Regions from separate parts of the Sus scrofa genome. Here all the other regions are linked to region 1. Evidence: chromatin contacts called from public Hi-C data. All regions are on one chromosome and are shown on one strand. The core of a region is the stretch at or near the end of the contact, and the rest is flanking DNA. Distances in the headings are between cores, read along the strand shown. Region 1 holds the start of C12H17orf105. Region 2 holds the start of NAGS (N-acetylglutamate synthase). Region 3 holds the start of LSM12 (protein LSM12 homolog).

Evidence for each region. Hi-C and Micro-C count contacts between places; a contact is called where the count stands out from the background.
Region 2: a contact with region 1 is called in a Hi-C map of liver, with 5 times the contacts expected there. The contact joins the promoter of NAGS here to the promoter of C12H17orf105 in region 1. A contact is called at or near these places in 5 of 47 Hi-C or Micro-C datasets (embryonic fibroblasts, epiblast stem cells, heart right ventricle and 2 more) and 1 of 2 datasets of contacts at active chromatin or transcription factors (alveolar macrophages).
Region 3: a Hi-C map of liver shows a contact between it and region 1, with 4 times the contacts expected there. The contact joins the promoter of LSM12 here to the promoter of C12H17orf105 in region 1. A contact is called at or near these places in 2 of 47 Hi-C or Micro-C datasets (heart right ventricle and liver) and 1 of 2 datasets of contacts at active chromatin or transcription factors (alveolar macrophages).

What each region holds. Positions count from the first base shown.
Region 1 is chr12:19,334,887-19,337,903 of Sscrofa11.1, forward strand. It overlaps C12H17orf105, which reads right to left and starts at 1,335. Exons shown (of 6, transcript XM_003131374.6): 1 at 1-1,335. It overlaps DUSP3 (dual specificity protein phosphatase 3), which reads left to right and starts at 1,422. Exons shown (of 3, transcript XM_003131360.6): 1 at 1,422-1,639. The coding sequence starts at 1,515.
Region 2 is chr12:19,172,312-19,175,253 of Sscrofa11.1, forward strand. NAGS (N-acetylglutamate synthase) reads right to left here and starts at 1,657. Exons shown (of 6, transcript NM_001097520.1): 1 at 1,455-1,657; 2 at 1,116-1,329; 3 at 641-821; 4 at 1-76. The coding sequence starts at 1,657.
Region 3 is chr12:19,127,233-19,130,299 of Sscrofa11.1, forward strand. LSM12 (protein LSM12 homolog) reads left to right here and starts at 1,398. Exons shown (of 5, transcript XM_021066900.1): 1 at 1,398-1,609. The coding sequence starts at 1,486.

The DNA of each region.
Region 1 (3,017 bases), core at 85-2,584:
CTCAGTTATGACATCAGGGACAGGTTCCAGGGAAGAAGGAGGAGCAGTGGAGCATGCCAGGCTGTCCCTGGACTTCTCTTTTGAAAGCTAATGTAGGTTCAAGTCAAGATGAGGGCTGACATTAGAAAGTTTCCCACTTGCCTGGTATGCAGTGCCACCAATAGCAGCAGGAAGAGGTATGGTGTCTGGGAAGGCCAGAAAGGCACTGGGGTGGGGGTGGGGGGATGGAGAAATCTAGCCCTGGTTACGCTTGGACTCTAAGCCAAGTAATCTCCCCGGCAATGGTTTCCCTGAAGGTATGAGCCCACAGCTGTTTGCAGAGGTGAAAGATGAACTTGATGATTTGATTCCATGTCTTCACTTTTGCAGATGAGGCGAAAGTCCAGAGCAACAGCCAAGCTGCTCTAGAACAAGTTAGTGGAAGAACAAGTTCAGGATGTGGGTTTCCTGAATTCTCAGGACCACGGATGTTTTTTGGAGACGTTGGGCTTCGGGTGAGCTGCCATTGGGGGAGGTCAGAGACCTGTCGCTTTTGCTGGTAGTGGGATCTCGTAAATGATGAGTTGCTGACATCGTGTGGCTCATAGTGGGCTGGCAGCTGCTCCAGGAAGGGCTGCAAAGGAGCGGGATGCATCTCCACACCGGCACTGGGCGTAGCACCTAGTAAGTGTCCTATGCAATTGCTGATAAAAACAGGGAGAACACCTCCCCAGTGCTCACTATGTGGAGCCCGGGGGTTTCCTGGAATGCTACATTTAATCTTTCAAACAACCCTAGGAGTTAGGGGCTAAACCCCATTTTTTCAGCAAAAAAAAAAAGTTACATCATTCCCCAGGGCTACCTATGCTTGCTTGCAGAGCCCAAGCTTTAAGTACGATGCCGACTCTCATTGAAGGTTGGAAGAAATGTGCCCCAGAGTTGGGCTTCTCAAACGTTAACCTTCGCAGAGATTTCCAGGGAGGCTTGTAAAATGCTTATTCTCCTTCAGCAGGTCTGAGCTGGGGTGCAGATTCTGCTTTCCTGGCCAGCTCCCGGGTAATACCAGAGCTGCTGGTCTGCAGCCGGCAGTCCGAGCTCCCAAACGGAACCCGTGTGTCCCTGAATTCCTGAAAAACCGAGGGACACTTGGTGTGCCGCGGTCCAGAGGAACTTTTATTGCGCCCCGCATTTCGTCCAGTGGCGGTACCGGACTGCCGCGCCTTAGCGGGGGGTGGAGGTGGGACGAAGACCATCGCCCCTCCCCGAACCCCGGCCGGAGCTCCAGAGCCGCAGCATCTCCGCCCGCGGACGCAGGCCTCGGAGTCTTCCCCCGCGTCCGCCCGGCGCCTGGCGGCGCGCGTACCTCCCAGAAGCGGAACGCGCCTGGCCGCCCGCGCTCCGCCGCTTTCCGCGCCCGGCGGGCCCGCCTCCGGGGCGGGACGGGGCGGGTCCCGGCTCCGGAGCCCCCGCCCAGCTGACCCGGCCGCTCTCCCCTCGCTCGCGGTTGCCCCGGCGTGCAGGGCCCGGCCGCCGCCATGTCGGGCCCGGTGGAGCTCTCGGTGCAGGATCTCAACGACCTGCTCTCGGACGGCAGCGGCTGTTACAGCCTCCCAAGCCAGCCCTGCAACGAGGTCACCCCCAGGATCTACGTGGGCAACGCGTGAGTCGCCGCTCCCGGGTCGCAGCCCCGCCAGCCCCTCCCCGGGGCGCCCCGCCCACCAGAGGGCTGGGGTGGGGGCGTCGGCGGGCGTGGGTGGGGGGAGCCGGGGCGGGGTCCCTCCTCCGGAAGCCGCGGCGGGGGCTGGGCGGGGGCTGAAGTCGCCGCCCACCGCCTCGCTTGGGGCCGAGGGGCCGGACCCCGCCCCGGCCCAGCGCGGTCCTTCCCTTCGCGTGATGCCCGGGGTCGGGGGTGCTCGGCCAGCCCGATGTCCAGTCCGAAGCCCACTCTCCAGGGGCACGGCCCTGGGCGGGGTCGGGGCTACCAGTTTCATTTAACAGGTGGCCCTCTGTCACCCGGCCGGTCTCCGGCCCCGCGTGTCATGTGACAGCTGCCTGGTTCTGCAGTGAGGTCACCGCGGAATGTCTGCCTTTGCTCCCTTGGCAACGGGCTGACGTCACACTTCGGGCGTGGAACTTTCCTGGCCGGGCAGGCCCAGGGCCGGGAATTGAAAGATCCCAAACTCGGGATCCAGGGACCCGGGCCTTGGTTTTCTCGCTTCTCCCCCAGCTTTCCAAATAGGGTGTGATGTACCTGAAGTTCTAGAACAATCCAATGATAAACCCCCTAAGGACCTGAACCATCACTTAGAAAAGGCTGCGGACCTTCTCCCCATCAGGAAGTGCATTTATTATTTATCCCTTAGGAGTTCTTACCAAATTGATTTTTTCATTTTCTCATAGTCAAACTACCAGTAAGAATTTCTGAGCGGCAGGAGGGAACCAGTGTTGCCCGTTCTGAGAGGTGCTGAAATACCAGCCAAAAGGCAAAAATAGATTACCATGCCTGTACAGCCGTGGGAGGGCACGGGTTGGATTTTCCTGAGACTCTGAGAATCCAGTTCCAAGGACTGCCGTACAAATGGGGGTCATCGTGGAGCTAGGGGGTCTGGAAGGCAGTTTCCAGCTTCACGAGGCCGGTGTTATCCATTTAATCATTTACCATATTGAGCCTCCCTGTGTGTTGGGCATTGAACAAGGCTCATTCACAGTAGAGTTACTAGTGTTAATGATAAAGCTGTTGAATGTTGCTGTTGGCTTAGTGTAAGAGAAGGGAGCTGCATGGTAGGGACTCTTCAAAGTTGTTTTAGTGTTTAAAAAATTTTTTTTATTATGGTTGATTTACATTGTTCTGTCCATTTCTGCTGTACAGCAACGTGACCCAGTCATACATAGATAGGTATACACTCTTTTTCTCACACTGTCTTCCTTGATGTTCTATCACAATATATTAGTGTTTTTTTGAAGGAGCCACTGCTTTATAGTGTAGTGCAGGGTTGTGATAGCCAAAGGCACCCTGCAAAGTTCTGAGGAGAAGCCGC
Region 2 (2,942 bases), core at 407-2,906, 160 kb before region 1:
AAGCGGTCCTGGTCCAGGCTGTCCAGGCTGCGCACTCGCAGCATCCGTTCGGCGTTCTTGAACAGGGTCCCGGACCCTGGGGGTGGGATGGAGGAGGAGAGGTTAATTCAGTCCGAGAGCCAAGTCCTCTCCACGCCTCCGTTTGCTCAGCCTGGTGGGGGTTCCAGGTAGGACAAGGGCTGGTGGGACAATTATCCCCTTTGGGAGCTCTCCACAACGAGACGTTTTAGGTGGTCTGCATGGTTTGTACGCGATTTTCACTCAGGGAGATGCTTTTCCCAGGCAAAGTTTGTCCTTCAAGTTCCGCGCCTCGCCTGTAGTCCCACCTACTTCCCCTAGTCCCGCCTACCTCCCGAAACCTTGCTCTCTCCGCCCCTGGTCCCGCCCACCCACCCAAACCCCGCCCATCGCTCCTAGTCCTGTCCATCCCACTTGGTTCCGCCGGGTCCGTGGTTCCTCCCACCTACCCAAGACCCGTCCATTTGTCTAGGTTCACCCAAGTCCAGGCCGGGCCCGTCCACCTCCTTGGTCACTTCCCCCAGGTTCGGCAAGAGGAGGAAACCTTTGCTGTGGCGGCGGCCCCTTCCACCGCCTCTTCTGCTCCCCCGCCACCTCGCGCGCCCCCTGTTCCCGCCCTCACCCTTGTTGCTGAAGAGCTCCGTGAGCAGCGTGCTGGCGGCGGTGATGACCGCCGAGGAGTGGTGGGGCAGGCGACTGAGCACGTCCACGATGAGCCGCATCTGCTGCCGTTCTTTGGTGCTCACCCACTCCGCATTGGTCACCAGGTCCAGGTCGGCGGGCAAGTTCACGTTACTCAGGACCTGTGTCCCCAGACGAGAGGGTTAGCTCCCAGCCTGCCCCCGGCCAAGGACTGCGCCCCCGCCCCACGGACCTGTCCTCACTGACCTTCTTCATCTCGGAGTCCTCAGCCAGGGAGGGCTCAGACCTGAGCCCCCACGGATTGAGCGCCTCCCTGACACTCCATTCCCGACCCATGCGGCTTGAGAGAAAAGTGACTCTGGGGCCCGTCAGGGAGGCATGCAGGGGATGCAAGAGAGGGGTTCACCCAGGCCTGGAGTCGCGGACAGTATAGGGCCCAAAAGGAGGAGACACACCTTGTGACTGCTGTCGCATATGCCGCCTGTAGTATTGAGGAAGATAATTTTGGTGGGCTGCAGCGCCTTGGCCAGGGCCGCGGTCACCTCCAGCGAGTCGAGGAGCACGGAGCGGCGCGCAGCCGTCTCCCCGATGGGGCACAGGATGGGAATGCTACCCGACTCCAGGCACCACTGTAGCAGGTCCGTCTCCACCGAGACGATGCCGCTGTAGCTGCGGGCCAGACGCTGGTGCTCAAGGAACTTGCCTCCAGGAACCCCGGGGCTGGGGCGGGGCTGGGGCGGGGCTGGCAGCTTCGCGAGATCTGGGGTGCAGGGGCAGGCAGGGCTGGCACTAACCTGGCATGAGGGGCTGGCTCAGCAGCGCCCAGTACCGACCCACCACCAAAAAAAGGCACAGCGGTGGCGGCATTGTGCCGCAGCGTGTTCACCAGCACCTTGCATCTCTGGGCAAGCTGTGCCTTGGCCTCCCAGAAGGAAAGACAGCCTGAGGGCGCAGTGGGAGCCGGCAGCCCCAGAACCACCAGAGGCTTCATGTCCATGCGTTGCAGGAAGGCCAGGGCAAAAGCCAGGCTGGACATGGCCTGCTGGCACTTGAGCACCTCGTCTTCCACCTGTGGAGGAGCAGGTGTTCAAATGGCTGAGACCCTGGCCATGACTCCTGTTGCTCCTGCCTGTCCTACATCCTGGCCCTCTCAGTCCCCAACCCTACCCAGGAGTTGTCAGGCCCCATTTCTGGCCACCTGCGCCCACCTGCTCTGCCCTTTGCCCCCTTGGGTCTTGCCGTTCTCTTATCTCACACTCGTGTTCCTCCCTCCGCTCCTCCCTGCGACCTTGGACCCTAGAACGAACACCTGAGGGGGAGGGGTGACACAGGCAGCTTCTGTCCAGGCTCCCCAATTGCCGACTGAACCCCTAACTGCGCTCAGGGTGACAGCACTTCTCCCGTGCATCTACTTGACAAGCCCAGGCTCCTCACTCAGGCTCCTCGTGAGACTTGGGGAGGAGCACCCAGTCTCGTCCAGTCGCTCGCGCTAGTCAGGGTTCTGTCCAGTCGCTTCCTGGTTCTGCTGCCTAGAGTCTGCAAACTGTCCTGCCACGTCTAGTGACAGACAGGTCGCCACCCATCTCCCACTCCCTCTCTGTGACTTGGCGGACGCCGGGCTCCACTCACCTCGATGACGGCGAAGGGCCTGTCTGTGGAGTGGTGGCAGGTCTGGAACTCCGAGAGCCAGTGGCGCGCCTCTCCTGGGCTGGCCCCACACTGGTTCAGGAAGACCTGGATGTCCCGCTGCACTAGCGAGCGGCCCGCCGGGGGCCCCGGAGGGTCGGGGGGCACGGGGGACGTGGGGGGTGGATTCCACGACGGCTTCTCCACTGCAGGCGAGGGGGCGCCATCCCCAGCGCCCTCATCGGCATCCTCTCGGGCAGGCGCCCAGGCCGTGCTGAGCCGGCGCCCGGGGCTGGTGCCCCTGGCCGCCCGCCGCCGCGCGCTGCCACTCAGCCCCCGGGCGCCCCAGTGCCTCGAGGGCCGCGCAGCCTTCGGCTCACAGGGGCCGCCCGCAGGGCCCAGGCCAGCCGTGCCGTCGCCATGACAACCAAACCCGCTCGCCCCCCCAAAGAGTGACCGTCTGTCGGGAGCTCCCGGCTCTGCGGGCCTCTTAACCTTCAGCGGGGCGGGGCCGGGCCGGCCGGGGCGGGGCGCGGACGGGGGCGCCGAGTCGCTTCTGGATGCCTTTGAAGAGGGTCAGGCGGCGGGTCAGAGGGCGGCGCCTAACAGGATCCCCCGCCCCTAGTGGGGACTTAACCCACTAGTAAGAGTCACGA
Region 3 (3,067 bases), core at 148-2,647, 210 kb before region 1:
CAAGCTCTCTTCTCTCAGGGGTCCTGGCATCTGCAGTTCCCTCTGCCTGGAACATGGCCACGCTCTTTCGCCGCTTATCCTTCAGGTCTCAGATTTTTTACTTCTTCCAGGAATCTTTTTCTAACAGTGCCTGGCAACCATTTATGAAAATCAACAATGACAACATTGCATAAAAAGTGGAGTGGCAGTTATTTATGACTTATGGGGGAGACATGAAGATTCTCTGAAAAACGCAAGGATGAGGGATTTGAATGTTTATTTCTATTAAAATGATTATACTAATATTGACCCAACATTAGGAAGTTGATGGCTCTTGCAAGGCAAGGAAAAATTTTTGAACTTTGTTCAGGTTAAGAAGTGTCAGGTCTGGCCCTTTGTGTCCCTCCCTCTGCCTGTTGTTATTTAGACGTGAGGCTCCAGAATTTCTATAGTGGAGGGGTAGATGGGTTAGGGATGGTAATTTGCAATAGTAGGGCTTGAAAATGCATCTGCATGGTACTTACACGTTAGGAAAATTGTTTTTGATCTTAGATAGTCATTAATAGGGAGCCCCAAACTCCTGCTCCATGGCTACAGTTGTCCCTACCACTGCTCCTCACTCTTTGCTTGGTTTTCTGGAGGAGGGGACAAGACCGGAGATGGGGAAGAATTTTGAGTTCCAAGGGTGAGGGGTGATGGCAGAGATACTACCATTTACTAAGGACCTACTACATGCCATGCATTTGTACTCGTTATTTTTTTTATCTTCCACTCCTCCCAAAGTCTCTATGAGGTATTGTCTAATATAGCATAGCAGTAAATAGCACTCTCTTTGGAAACAGGTAGATGGAATCTTTGCTAGTTGTGCGACCTTGGAAAAAGTTTAGCCTAAGACTTAGTTTCTTCATCTATAAAATGAGAATATTGACTTCTACATCGAAGGGTTGTTGGGTGCTCAATAGCGACAATACATACGGAGTAAAGAAACAGGATCAGGTTTAATAATTTGCTCAAGGTCATATAACTCAGTGGAATACTGATTCCAGTTTAGCCAATTCGACAGCCAAAGTCCTTTCCACTACCACTTTATAACTAGGTATAATCGTTTTGAGCAAGTTTTGATGAGTTTTCTGGGACTTCGATTCCTCATATGTAAAATACAGAGTTCATTCATTAAACTCTTGCGTCTAGGCGTGAACGTAATGAAGATTGCAGTTCCCTCCTCCTTCCTTTTTTTATTCTACATAGGTCATTTATCTTTAACTTCTAAAATGGACCCTGCAAACACTTCACCAAGTGGGCGCAGCTGCACAAACATAATTATTTAGATTCCTCTTTATTTCCTCGTCTACCCTCTTCCACCTAGGATCCCGCCCCACCCAACCCAGGCCACGCCCTGGCGTGTGACGTCAGCACGCCTCGTGCGTCGCGGCGCGGCGCTCACTGGGGGCCCGGCTTTCGCCCGCTGCTGCCGCCGCTGCCGCCGGCCGCGGCTGCTCTCCCAAGATGGCGGCTCCTCCGGGCGAGTACTTCAGCGTTGGGAGCCAGGTGTCGTGCCGGACGTGCCAGGAGCAGCGGCTGCAGGGCGAGGTGGTAGCCTTCGACTACCAGTCCAAAATGCTGGCTTTAAGTATCCTTCCCTGCGCGGAGCCCAAGGCCGGGCCGGCGTGTATGTGCGGTGGTGGTGGGGGGGCGGGGGACGACAGCGGTGGCTGGGGCCTCTCCGGGCCTAGGGGCGACCGGCTACCGCGGCGCTCGGAGCGCATGCGCGCGGCCCTGAGCTCCCCTCCCCCTCTCGCGGGTCCCTCGGTCCGCGGTGGGGACCCTGTCCCCCACGCGTTGTGGGAGCTGGGCCCCGTACGAGGGTGGGTGGGTGGAGGGGGCTTGACACGCGGGTGGCTTTTCGGGACGAACGCTAGGAGAGAGGACACAGTGATTAGAAGAGGGGTGGTCGTGGGAGGGGGCTGGGGAATGGAGCCCGGATGGAGGCGGGGAGGGTAAAATCCTGTGGGGACGGGGTGTGCAGAGTAAGGAACTGCTAGTGGGACAAGGGTATGGAGTTTAGGTGGTTTGTCTGCTGATGGGATTTCGTCCAAGAAAGGGCGGTGGGGTAGTGACCAAATGGGTCTCTCCTTTTTGGGGGGAGAGTAAGTGCAGGATAGGAGTTTGTATCTGAACTGGGGATGGGGCTTGTTTTCCTGGTGCTTGTGTGTGTGCTTGTGGTGCCAGTGGGGGCGGGGAGTGCTGAATTTTGGGCTTCTCAGTCATATGGAAATTGCTATTTTGGGGATGTTTGTGTTGGAAACCTGGTGCAGAGAGAGGACCACGTTTTTCGGGGGCTTATGTATCGATGTATGGGTTACAGGTGAAAGAGTAAGTTATATTCTCTTGCTCAGCCCAGCGCATGGAATCCTGATTTTCCATAGTAGTAGCCTTCCCTTTGGAAAGTGGCAGTGTTAGAATGGAAAAAGTAGCCTCTTCGGGGTGGAAATGATTTCTGAATTACTCCAGGAAAGTCATTCTTGGAAACAAAATACTTCCTGGTTGTAATAAATGTGCCACCCCTTCCCCTCTTATTTGAGCCACAGGTGGGTTTATTTGGCTTTTTTTTTTCTTGGAGTAATTTTTTAATGGCACCTTTCAAAAGGAAGTTTCTTTCTGAGTCAGTTGCTTTTGAGTGGCAAGTGTTTTAATTTATTTAACCACTAGTCCTAGATTTCTAGCTTAGGAAGATGTCCTTTGAAACTAATTACAGCAAGAATAGTTTTGTTTTTGTTTTTGCTTTTTTTTAGGGCTGTACCCAACAGCATATGAAAGTTCTCAGCCTAGGGGTCTAATTGGAGCTACAGCAGCTGGCCTTCTTCACAGCCACAGCAACGTGGGATCCAAGTGGTGTCTGCGACCTACACCACAGTTCATGGCATTGCCAGACCCCTGACGCACTGAGCGAGACCAGTGATCAAACCCATATCCTCATGGATACTAGTTGGATTGTTTCTTCTGCACCACAATGGGAACTACTTTGTTGTGTTTTTTAAATACAAGAATACATACCTGGATTAAAGACCATTTACATTACTGGTTTAAT